2 separate regions of the Gossypium hirsutum genome follow, and region 1 is linked to region 2. A link is a contact called in public Hi-C data. All regions are on one chromosome and are shown on one strand. Each heading gives the region's core, a stretch centred on a gene start, on an enhancer-like site or on the middle of the called end of the contact. The rest is flanking DNA. Distances are from core to core; before and after follow the strand shown. Region 1 holds the start of LOC121212489. Region 2 holds the start of LOC107920041 (calcium-dependent protein kinase 33).

Region 1 (6,083 bases), core at 3,395-5,894, 140 kb before region 2:
GCACAGTTCAAATTCATCAATCCTACTCTGTAGAGTCTCGCCAAATGGATGATTTTATTCAACAATTGTCCAGATTACTTTTTGGCTAAAACTCAATCTACCTTTACAACAAGGGTAATTGCACCCCCAATAATAAACTAAATTATTACAATTATTCACCCCCAAACAACCTCATAATGCAACAAGGATTACTCTAATAAAATGCCTAGCACAAGAGTGCAAAAATATAAAGCAAAGAAAGCACAACACTCGATTGAAAAACACTCCAAAAGCACATAAGAGCAAGTCGATCAATAGCCTATTTATAAGTTGATACAAGAGCTCTTGAGCAGCATTTTGATAAGCTTAAAACTCCTAGTTAAAAGTTAAATTTATCTCTTGAATTATCTTTAATAATTATCCCATACGTTCCTTCATATGCAAGTCTCTCATTTTTTTTCAAATACACTTAAAAGATAAGAATAAGATAAGGATAATTTTTTATTTGAATCAATAACCATTCTCCCTTCTCTTCTTCAAAATAAAATCCATCGGCAAGATAAAAAATAATTGTAGCTTCAATCCAAAAATTATTTGTTGATAGAAAACTAACCAAGTTGAACAAAGTAAAAAATGCCAACAAATTCACTTCACTTTAACCATCTTAACTCATTATTCCAAGAGTTATCCTAACATATTGTCCCGAGTGTTGTCAGAACAATGAGTGAAACAAAGGTATCCCAAATAGTTAAAGTTCCAACAGTGATATCGTCGAAACAAGTGGCATGATGTTTCAATATTTGAAGATATTTCACCAAAGTAGGCTCTCTAATGTCATAGTTTACATTGAGTTGTTGAGCTACCAATTACGAATCAACAGAAGCTATAACATGCGTGTCTACAGTTTTAGCTAGCTATAAGCCAATGATCAATGCTTCATACTTAAAAACATTATTTGAAGCGGGGAAGGAGAATACAAGGCAATATTTTTCATTCTTGGCCTTAGGGATAGATGACTCGTATGCCTACTCTCGCTCTTATCTTCATGTATAATCCATCCACAAATAAGGTCCAGTATACGGATTTGTTGCATTGTGATAGATGATGTCATTATAAATTAAGGTTATCACGAGATATATGTTCTTAGCTATTTTATGTGTTGTGTGGTTGTTGGCATTATTTTTAGAAGTGCAATTTTTACTAGAGCTTATGCTTTGATTGCTTGTCTAAGCTGAAATTGTTGACCAAATTTACTAAATTCTACACTCTATTTTATCAGTCTTCTTGAGGAACTATCTTTTCTAAAATGTCTTTCAGCAGGGCATCCGATAAAATGATAATTGGGTGCACTTGGAAATATGCTCATTACTTGTGTGCTACCACCAACTAATGTGTAAACAAGTTTTTCCATCTTGGTGTAATTTAGTTCTCCTTGATGTAGTATATTAGGATTTATAAGTCATGAAATTGTTTAAGGGGAACTGTTACCAGTGGTTCATCTACGATGGAGAGGTATACGTAGAGTGGCTCTTGTAGGCTTAGCGTTGCAAGCAAGGGAGATGAGAAAATTCTTGATGTTTTCAAATTCTTTTTAGCACTGACTAGTCCATTTAAATTTTATAGCACCGCTTATGAGTTTAAAGAATGGTAAGAATTTTCCTGTAGAATTCGGTATGGATTTATTAAGGGCAACAACCCTCCCAATTAGTTAATGGGAGAGGTGTACAAAATTTGAGTGAAAATGACTAAATCAACTGAACCAATTGGTTTTAGTTTTAGTCAGATTGGTTGTATAGGTCGGTTTGGGAGGTTTAGTAAAACAGTTAAGTTGATTCATTTTTAATTTTAAAAAACTAAAATCAAATTAATTGAATTAAGAGAATTTAATATATATATATATATTTATATAAATCCAAATCCAATTCATTACATAAACTCAAATCCAAGGCCTAAAATTGAAAAATTAAAATCAATTAATAATTTATACATATTACTAAAAAATTAAACTTAAAAATACTAAACCTAATAGCATATTATCTTCAAATCTTAAATTTAATTTTAAAAAAAACATTATTCTTTTAAAATAACCATTTTATTAATTTTATGGAGTCAAAATCTTATTACCTTAAAAGCAATACAATATTATCAGCTCAATAATTTCACAATTAAAAAATAAAATATAATGTTGGTTTAAGTTGGTTTCCTGATCGAATCAACCAAAAATGTCTATTTGGTTTTGTCTAAACGAAAATCAATTCATTTTCCTGTTTTTAAAAAAGGGAAGTTGATTAAGTTAGTTATTGAATTTTTTAGACCGAATTAGTCGATTAATCACCCCTAGACATCAGTTCAGTATAGTGATGGCAATGAGGTGGTCTGATTTTTTCCCGCCTTCCCCGACTCAGTACTCTATCGTCATGTTCTGACCTCAACCCGACTTTGATTTAAAAAAAAATTAGCTCATTCGAATCTTGAACTCGAAAATTAATTGTATACCTGATCCAACCTGCTTGAGTTCAAACTTTTCTTGAGTTCAAACTTTTTCCTTTTTAAAAATGTGATTGATTAAATTAAAAAAAATTGGCATCACTCCCCATTAAATTTGATGTGTTTTTTTTGTTAAACATAGAATTTATTATGATCATGATTTGCAACAAAAATCATGCTTGAGATGACTAAATAAAAAATATATATTACATCACAAAAGGAAAATATAAGGCACAAAAATGAGAGGGAAACTTGGGAAAATTAAATAGAGAGAGGGAAGAAACTAGTGTGAAATGATAGTAAATGTGGTAAAATGAAGTTGATAGTGATAAGTTTTAAGAATTTTTAATTGAATTAGGGTAATTTTACGCTAAACTTGATCTAACTCCACCAAAAACTTGATTTCAAAAAAAGAAAATGAAAATGAAACACTAACATCTAACTCCACCAAAAACTTGATTTCAAAAAAAGAAAATGAAAATGAAACACTAATCTTATCGGGTCGGATCAACTCAAAACCCATTGATTTTAGGTTTTTTTTACCATCTCTAGTTTAACATAATTAACTCAGAAGCGTTTGAAAAATGTAAAAGGATGAACTTAAAATGTATGACTGTTGTTAGGATGGAATAGATTAGCTTGTATGGCAGGATATAATGAAAATAAGATTTTGTTTGAATGAAATAGAGTGATGATGATTTGGTGTTAGCACAAAGGCTCCTCTACGGAACGGGCTCAAAACTCATGAATTAAAGCTTGATAGCGTTCTCATTTTGTCACTCAATTCCCAGCTTGATGGAAGATGGTGTAGACTATCCAATTACACACATTTAGAAATGACCACAAAGGATGCCCACCATCTAACAAATGGAGTCCAAACCGTCGCACGCTTCTCTAAGTTTCCTTTTTATGCCATCTTTTGGGGTTTTCTTAGTACAAAAGACGGTAGGATTTAAATTGCGATCATAAATGTGTTTTTGTCATGTTTTTTAGTAATTGAATGCTGCCATGGGTGATAGTACCCTAGTCTTTTGGGCACATTGCTAGCAAGTAGGATTTGATTTGCCTTTTTCTTTACTATATGCAGCTTAATTATAAGGCATTGGAACACTAGTGGGCCATTGATTAACCACAAGTCCCATGAAAACCCCCACTTGGAACAAATATTATTGAAGTCTGGTTCTTGGGTGCCCCACAATCTTTTATTATACCGAACAAATTATAAGACAAAAATTTTCCTTACAAGTGTTGGCCGCATAAACTTTGGGGCAACTCTTATCACTTTGGATTACTTAGTTTTAAATCTTACCCTCTTTTTATATGCTTGTTTTTAACAAGTCTAAAACCCATTGAATTGATTCAACTTAAATTTATTAAAAATTAACTAATTTCAAGCTCTTCATCAAACTGAGTAAAAATATTTGTGTTAGAGCATAATAAAATTGGTCCAACCCTACTCTTTCCCAATTATAATATATATCTAAAATAACTATTAACTTGTTTGAAGGGTTAATTAATTAAGATTAGATCTAATATTTGCTAAGTAAAAAGGACATAATATATTATTCAATTTCCTTTAGGCACGAACATCAACCCACCCCATGTGGGTTCAATTCGTCTGCTTCCAAAGGAATAATTAAGAAAGGAATTACCAAGTTTGATAATTGTTATTTCAAATCCCACGTGGATTTCTCTAAAAATGCCACATGGTTTATCCTCTCCCATGCTTTTTAATTATCAATGGACTTTTTCCTAACTTTTTTTAAAATTGAAATTTTAATCCCTACTGTTTTTTCAATCAATAATTGGATTGTTTTCAAAATATTATGTGTTATTACTGTGTAATACTATATCAATTTGTTATGTCTATATATTATTCAGCAAAATTCTAGATAATGAATTTAACTATTGTTGCAGTATTATGTTAAAATTAAAAATTATATAGAAAATAGAATACATATATAATTTAATTTATGCATAGTGCGGGGATTAATAACACAATTCTAACATGAATATATATTTTCTTCGAATCTAAGTTCAATTTAGATTGTCCACAGCGTTGGAATCACAAAGCACGTAATCAAACAGCTAGTAAGCGACAACGTATCTAATTCCACATTATATGTTGACCGTATAAAATACAGTAAAATGTATTACCGTATTTTTGTACACATCTAGACTACATCTGCTTTTTTTTTTCTCCATTTCAGAAACAACCAAAGTAGAAAACATCAACTCAACCTCTCTCTCTCTTAATCCTGTCTTAGTTCAGCTTTTTTTCACCCCTATCTCTCACTACCTTCATTCACTTTCAGAGACTTCACCGAAAGAGAAATGGAGTTTTTCACAAACTAAAATTTCAAAGTATTGTTTTGTTTTCAACGTGAAGTTGGAAATTTGTTTCTCTTTATTTTATGTTATTTGGTTTTGGAATGTTGATGGAAGAGGTTTGAGTTTCGGAGTGAAGAAGGTGACAGTGGAAATGAGTTTACCGACGACATTTTCGGGAAGGAATCCGGCGGACGCGGATCTCAAGCCGACGAGGAAGCGGACGACACGGAACACGAGGTGGAAGAGAGTCGGTGCAGCGGTAGTTGGGAGGCGGAGCAGGCCGGAGACGCCGTTGTTGAAATGGAAGATGGAGGAAAGGGAGAGAGTGAGAGATAAAGGCGGTGGAGTTGAGAAGGAGCTCGAGGAGGAGGAGGATGGTGGTCGTGCACGACGGAGGAAAGGAACTTCAACTGTGTCAGCGAGGAAGCTTGCAGGTGGATTGTGGCGGTTGCAGTTGCCAGAGACGGTGACGCTGGGTGGGGGAGAGAGGAGGAGGGATCAGTTGGGGTTGAAGGTGAGATATTTTAACCTTTTCTGGCTCAAAGATCTGTAGTTTTATTTATTTTCGTTACAATGGGAATGATGTGATGAAAAAGTGTGATTGTTTGGATAATTTTCTGCTTAAGTTTGAAGCTTTAATACTGAAAATAATGCTCTTCTTTTATAATACAATCATTGTTAAAGTGTTATTTTCAATTTTTAAAAGTGTTTTAGATTTTGCCTGCATGCCAAGAAAATGAAGCTTTCTACTTTTGCTAGCCCAAGAAAATGTTCTTTATAATGATTGATATGATTTTGTATAATATAATGGACTTTTCATTTTTCTTAAAGTTCATCTTTATTAATACATCTCCGGGATATTGGTACTGAGGTAAGATGCAAGATCTTTTAAAAACATTAAAAAAAAGGACATTAATTTTTTTTTATATATTGATATTGCACATATGCTCATTTCCGACAATCACCTTTTTGATGCATTGATCATGTTTGAAGTTTCTTGTCATTGTAAGCTATGGTCTGGTTTTTATTGTTGTAATTCTGAGAGGCTTCTATGAGTAGTATTTTACAGGCTTTCTATGGATATTTATCTTTGAAAAAGGGTTATAAGATTTGTTGACAGTTACTATTTGCTTGATCCTCTATACATTTGATAATTTGTTTAAATTACATCTGAATGTTCTTCTGCTTGCTCTGCTTTTACTGATATACTTCTGTGTCCTGATTGATTTATTATTTGATTCATTATTAGGACCTTATGAGTTTAATTACCTTGTAATTTTCTGCAG
Region 2 (6,236 bases), core at 459-2,958:
AATAAAAAATGAGAAAAATTCTCTTGTATTTTCATCTACTTTTATTTATTATTTTATTAATTTTTCTATAACATTTAGATTTTTTTGACATTTAAGCAAAAGAAATCTAAAAGAACGATCAAAAGGATCTTGAAAAGAAATTTTAAAATATAATAAAATAATTATAAAAAATTCCAAACAATATGAAAAATAATAAAAGCTCTAAAAATTTTAAAAATAAGAAATGAAAATTTTGAAAATAATAAAAGATTTAATAAAAATTTTAATCGAAGTAAATAATTTGCCTGATTGATTGATGCATCTGTTAAAAGATGGTAAGCCCTTTTAGAAGGTTTTTTTAGGTTACCATAAATGTTGACTTGTGCACCAAACAGATTTTAAAGGGAGGTTTAATTTTTTTTTTAAAAATGTAAGTTTATGTTTTTGTAATAGAATTATGAATATGTAATATTACGGGGTGAAATGTTTGACATTATATTGTTTGGTTAATTTGATAGATTAAATGTTTATTTTATGGAATATAAATATTTTCAGTATAATCATTACGAGGTTATAAATAAAAATGGATTAATATCAAACTATCTCCTTCAAAACCAATCAACACCATTTTTATTTTTTAAAGGCTTTTTGGTAAAACAAGCTTTTCAACTTTTTTTTACCTAATTAAATCGTATAAAATTGATTAAATAAATCCATTCCCCATTAATATTGATGTTGCATTTGTTAATGACCACGTCAAATTGATGTTGATGTGGTAGTGCCACATCATTGTTGATGGTTGGTGTAAAAATATCACATCATTGTTATGTTAATAAAAATAAAAAAATAATTTTTTAAAAATAATTGTACAATGATTTAGTTGTTTAATTCATTCTAAAATTATAAAAATATATAAAAATAATTAAAATTTATAAAAATTATTAGAAATTAACTTAAAAAACATAAAATTTTATAAAAAAATAAATTATCTTTTATAAAAATTATATTTCTCCTTTTATTAAATTATTTGACTAATATAACTTGCGTAAATTGAAAAATCAGAGACAGAAATATAACAAAAAATTGTTAATCTTAATTTTATAATATAAGTTGTTGATTTTTTTATATTTAAAATGTAAAAATTAATAAATTTTGTAAAAAATTATTTTTTAATTAATTTCTAATAAATATTAAAAAATTTAATAATTTTTTTTATTTTTTATAATTTTAGAATATATCCAGAAGTTCATATTTCAATCAACTTAGACAATTATTTGTTTAGATTTATTGTGTACTTATTTTTAAAATATTCAGTATTGATATGATGTCTATTACTAGTTGCGTCAGCGTTATCATTAAATACTAATGATTAACATTAGCCATAAGGATCAGTTTTGTTAATTTAGAGCTCAATTAAGTACAAAATGTTCAGAAGAACTTAATTGATTTTTTAGAAAATTTTAATTATTTTTATAAATTTTAGAATTATTGTTAAGAATAATTTTAAAATTATTAAAATAATATTTCAATTATGATCAAATTAATTATTACCTCTTTGAATTAACATGTCACTGTAGAAAGTTATTGGAAAAGTGATCAAAATTTAATAATTTAATAATATTAGTGACTATCATATAATTTTTAAAAATTGAGGGTTAAAAACATAATTTTAAACAAAATTTAAGGAGTATAGGTTCTAGTTTACGGCAACAATGTACAAATTGCGTCGTATAAAAAAAATTCAATTGTTTCAAACAGAACTCCATGGTTGACCAACCCAGCAAGCAAGGCAAGGCAAGCCTTCCTTTTTTGTTTTGTCACAATAGTCATCGCGTTACAGCTAGAAACTTCAGATTTGATTTGATCTGCTTTTACCCTTAAAAACCCTCACTTTGTAATCACAAGCCTAAAGTTGTATTCTTTTTTCATTACATCCCTCAGCATATTCTCAGTCTCATCTTGGTTTTTGGTTTTTCTTCTTTTGTTAGTGCGAAAACATTAACCTTTTATTTATTTATTTATTTATTTAAGTTTTTGTTTTTTCTTTTTCTTTTTGAATCTGGTTCTTTTTCTTTCAAAGTGGATCAACTGAATTTTGATCCAGTTTCTTCATCTAGGTCCTTTTTTATTTTCAATCCAAATTCAGTCCCTTTTTTTTTCAATCTTGGTTAACTTTGGCAGTTTCAAGTAAAACCAGATATGGGTGGTTGCCTCACAAAAAACAAAGATCCAATGCCCCAACATAATGGCTATAGATCAGGAGCAACAACTACAGCTGCTGTTCATCAACAAAGATACCAGGACCCTGTTAGGCCTGCACCAATTCAACCCCAGGTCTACCACATCCCTCAAAAGCCAGGGACTCAAACACCATGGAAGCCTGCTGTTCCAGCACCAAGTCCCAAGCCTGCCCCTAATATTGACACAATCCTAGGCAAACCATTTGAAGACATAAGGATGCATTACACAATTGGTAAAGAACTGGGAAAAGGTCAGTTTGGTGTAACTTATCATTGTACCGAGAATTCAACTGGTAAACAATATGCTTGCAAGACTATATCCAAGAGGAAGCTAGTGAGAAAGAATGATAAGGAAGATATGAAAAGGGAGATACAAATTATGCAACATTTGAGTGGACAACCGAATATTGTTGAGTTTAAGGGTGCTTATGAGGATAAGCAATCTGTTCACCTTGTGATGGAATTATGTGCTGGTGGTGAATTGTTTGATAGGATTATTGCTAAGGGGCACTATAGTGAAAGGGCAGCGGCTTCTATATGTAGGGCTATTGTTAATGTTGTCCATGCTTGCCATTTTATGGGTGTGATGCATAGGGACCTTAAGCCTGAGAACTTCTTGTTGTCTAGCAAGGGTGAGAATGCCCTTTTGAAGGCCACCGATTTCGGGTTGTCAGTGTTCATTGAAGAGGGTAAATTATTGTCAATCTTTTATATTTTGATCATTTTCGCATCGAATTAATTATTTTAATTTGCATGAGTTTGATGCAGATTCTTCGTGTTTTAGTTGTTCTGCTTGTGGATCTTTAGTCTGTCTTAACTGATGTCCTTTTTCAATGCAATTTCCCATAGCCAGAGCTTGGCAGACATTGTATTTTGTCATGTTAGAATGACTGTCATATTTGATCTTGTCTTGTCTTGTTGTGTTGAGTTTTGCTTTAAACTGCTGGCCAGAAACATGCTGGTAACTGCCTCAGCTTTTTAGGCTAGTAGTCCATAGTAAGATGTCGTATGTGAAATATGTATAAGATGTGATTGCTTTGAATTAGTCATATTTGGGACGCACTGCATCAATGACATGGAGCCTTAACCATTAAAGTTATATACAGTTAGTTTGTTTTGGACATATTAGTCTGAAGTCTTAACTCCTAAGTCTTCTTGTGGAAGATTCTAAGTTTTTACCTAACCCCTCAATAATATTGTGACTATTGAAAGAAGAATAAAGTCCGTTAAGCTAAATTATATTCGAATGTCATTGTTAAGATGTCATTTGCTTTATTTTATTCACACTTTATTTGGTTACCTATATGATATTTTGACTATAGCATCTTAAAATATCAACCTTTTCTCTTTGGAGCTTCATTTGTTACTAAATAAAAACCGAAACTTGACAGTAACTGCAACTTTTTTTAGCTTCCAGCATTTTCATTGTGGTTGCCTCTATGTTTATGCTGTAATCTTCATACTTATTTTGCGTTGAAAAAGTTTCAAAGATGCACAGAGGAAGGGCAAATTTCAGAAATATTGTTTGAAACTAGTTCTCTCTATATCCTGTAAACTGAATTGGAAGAATAAGTTTCATTTACTTGATGGTGGAATTTGACCTCAATAACCATGTGAAGGTTGCACAACATTTATCTTTTATTGAGTATAAACTTGCATGTAAAAACACAATTACAATAGGATGCCTGTATTCACATGCTTATTCACAGTAACATGTATTATGCTTGAAGGTGAACTCTATGTAGAATGAGGGGAAAGAAAAGAATTTCATGTTCTATCATGCTGTGATATAACTACTATCCTTCTTTCCTGATTGTTTTTGATGCGTTTGGCAGGTAAGGTTTATCAGGACATAGTTGGGAGTGCTTTCTATGTTGCTCCTGAGGTTTTACTGCGTAAATATGGGAAGGAGATCGATATTTGGAGTGCAGGAGTTATACTGTATATCTTACTCAGTGGTGTGCCTCCATTTTGGGCAGGTAAAACTTAAGGTTACTCGTGGGAATCCTAAGCTGTCATTTTATAAACTGCCTTTGAATTTCAAAACTGCTATTTCATTGTTAGTAAATAATTTTGATGAATGTTTTTCCTTGCAGAAACTGAGAAGGGAATATTTGATGCTATTTTGGAAGGAGAAATTGACTTTGAAAGTCAGCCATGGCCATCTATTTCGGACAGTGCCAAGGACCTAGTCTGCAGGATGTTAACACAGGACCCGAAAAAGCGGATTACTTCTACTCAAGTCCTAGGTAGTTATTTTCAGCAGCCTTTATTTTTTTGTTGGGATTGAAGTAGTTAATCTCGGTTACAACAGTGCAAAATTACACTATATATGCACGTTAAACTTATGAGTTAATATAGTTCATCTCAAGCTCAAGTCAGAGATTGAAATTCTGTGGTTTATGCAGAGCATCCGTGGATAAGAGAAGGTGGAAATGCATCGGACAAGCCACTAGACAGTGCGGTCCTTTCTAGAATGAAGCAATTCAGAAGAATGAACAAACTTAAGCAACTTGCCTTAAAGGTAAGTTTATATTGATTTATACGGTATCATTTCTTTCTTTTGGAACTTGGTAGGAAAATTGAGAGAGAGAGAGAGAGAGAGGCATGTGAATCATTAGTCGAGATATGAGCTGTTTTGATATATGAGAGCAAATTAGCAAGGCATTTTTGCAATCCCCTGTTATTCTAATGCTAATGTGTGACCTGACTCGAACAACCTAATTTAGTTGCTATCTGATAACAAGCCCGGTGGATTATAGGTCATTGCAGAAAATCTTTCCACAGAAGAAATCCAAGGCCTGAAGCAGATGTTTGCAAACATCGATACTGACAACAGTGGCACAATCACGTATGATGAACTTAAGACTGGATTAGCTCGACTGGGATCTAAGCTCACAGAGACTGAAGTTCAGCAGCTGATGGAAGCTGTAAGTTATCATTTAAATCTATAACATCTGGATCCTTGTTTTAATCTATATCATACACAAACTATGTTTTACTTGGACTACGTGTGACTGTTGGATAGGGGAATATTAAATATTTTGTACATTTTCCCCTGTATTTGAAGGATCCTTGAAGGGTCATCTCTTCATATGTATGCCCTGATATACGTTAGGCAAGGGTATTTCAAGAAAAATGAAGAGCTCTAACAATATAGACCTACTAACCTCGGTTTTATTTTGCAGGCTGATGTGGATGGAAATGGTACCATTGACTATATCGAATTTATCACAGCTACAATGCACAGACATAGGCTTGAAAGAGATGAAGATTTGTATAAAGCTTTTCAACATTTTGATAAGGACAATAGTGGGTGAGGTATCCGTACTCTGTATAAAATTCATCATCTGACTTCTATTTTTTCATGGACATGACATAGGGATGAGGATGTGACCCTCCAAATGCTTCTAAATACGTGAAAGAACTTCAAAGAATGTTGAACACGTATTGATATCCAACACACATACCCAAGCCTGAGTGACATAGGATTCGATTGCTCTGAATCAGTTGTAGTTGGGGCACACTACATCAATTACATGGGAGATATGGATATGTCAATAACTTGTTTGTGAAACGTTTTGCAGGCATATCACAAGAGATGAACTCGAAGCTGCCATGAAAGAATATGGAATGGGTGACGATGACACAATCAAGGAAATCATATCTGAAGTCGACACCGATAATGTAAACTCCATTTCTATCACTCAAAAGTTTATTTCAATTTTCAGCACGGTTCATCGATTCTCATTCCTTCTTTACAGGATGGTAAAATCAACTACGAGGAGTTCCGTGACATGATGAGAAGTGGAACCCAGCATGGGCAGCTGTTTTAGATTTTCAAGACTAGAATTGCAGCAAAAAACAACAGTTGGCTTTTAAGAGATTTGGAGATTTCCACCACATAAGTGTGGTTTTTTCTTTTTTTTTGGGGGGGGGGGGGAGGGGGGGTTCTTTTTTCTTCATTTTGAGTGTAATATATTGCATATAGATATTCAATCGGATTTTGAGAGGGGA

What was found. Hi-C and Micro-C count contacts between places; a contact is called where the count stands out from the background.
Region 1: a Hi-C map of leaf shows a contact between it and region 2, with 1.6 times the contacts expected there. The contact joins the promoter of LOC121212489 here to the promoter of LOC107920041 in region 2. A contact is called at or near these places in 6 of 34 Hi-C or Micro-C datasets (callus and leaf).

What each region holds. Positions count from the first base shown.
Region 1 is chrA13:94,605,766-94,611,848 of Gossypium_hirsutum_v2.1, reverse strand. LOC121212489 reads left to right here and starts at 4,644. Exons shown (of 3, transcript XM_041085312.1): 1 at 4,644-5,311. The coding sequence starts at 4,949.
Region 2 is chrA13:94,460,111-94,466,346 of Gossypium_hirsutum_v2.1, reverse strand. LOC107920041 (calcium-dependent protein kinase 33) reads left to right here and starts at 1,708. Exons shown (of 8, transcript XM_016849537.2): 1 at 1,708-2,908; 2 at 4,055-4,198; 3 at 4,316-4,468; 4 at 4,628-4,743; 5 at 4,982-5,149; 6 at 5,408-5,535; 7 at 5,807-5,906; 8 at 5,984-6,236. The coding sequence starts at 2,179. The coding sequence ends at 6,055.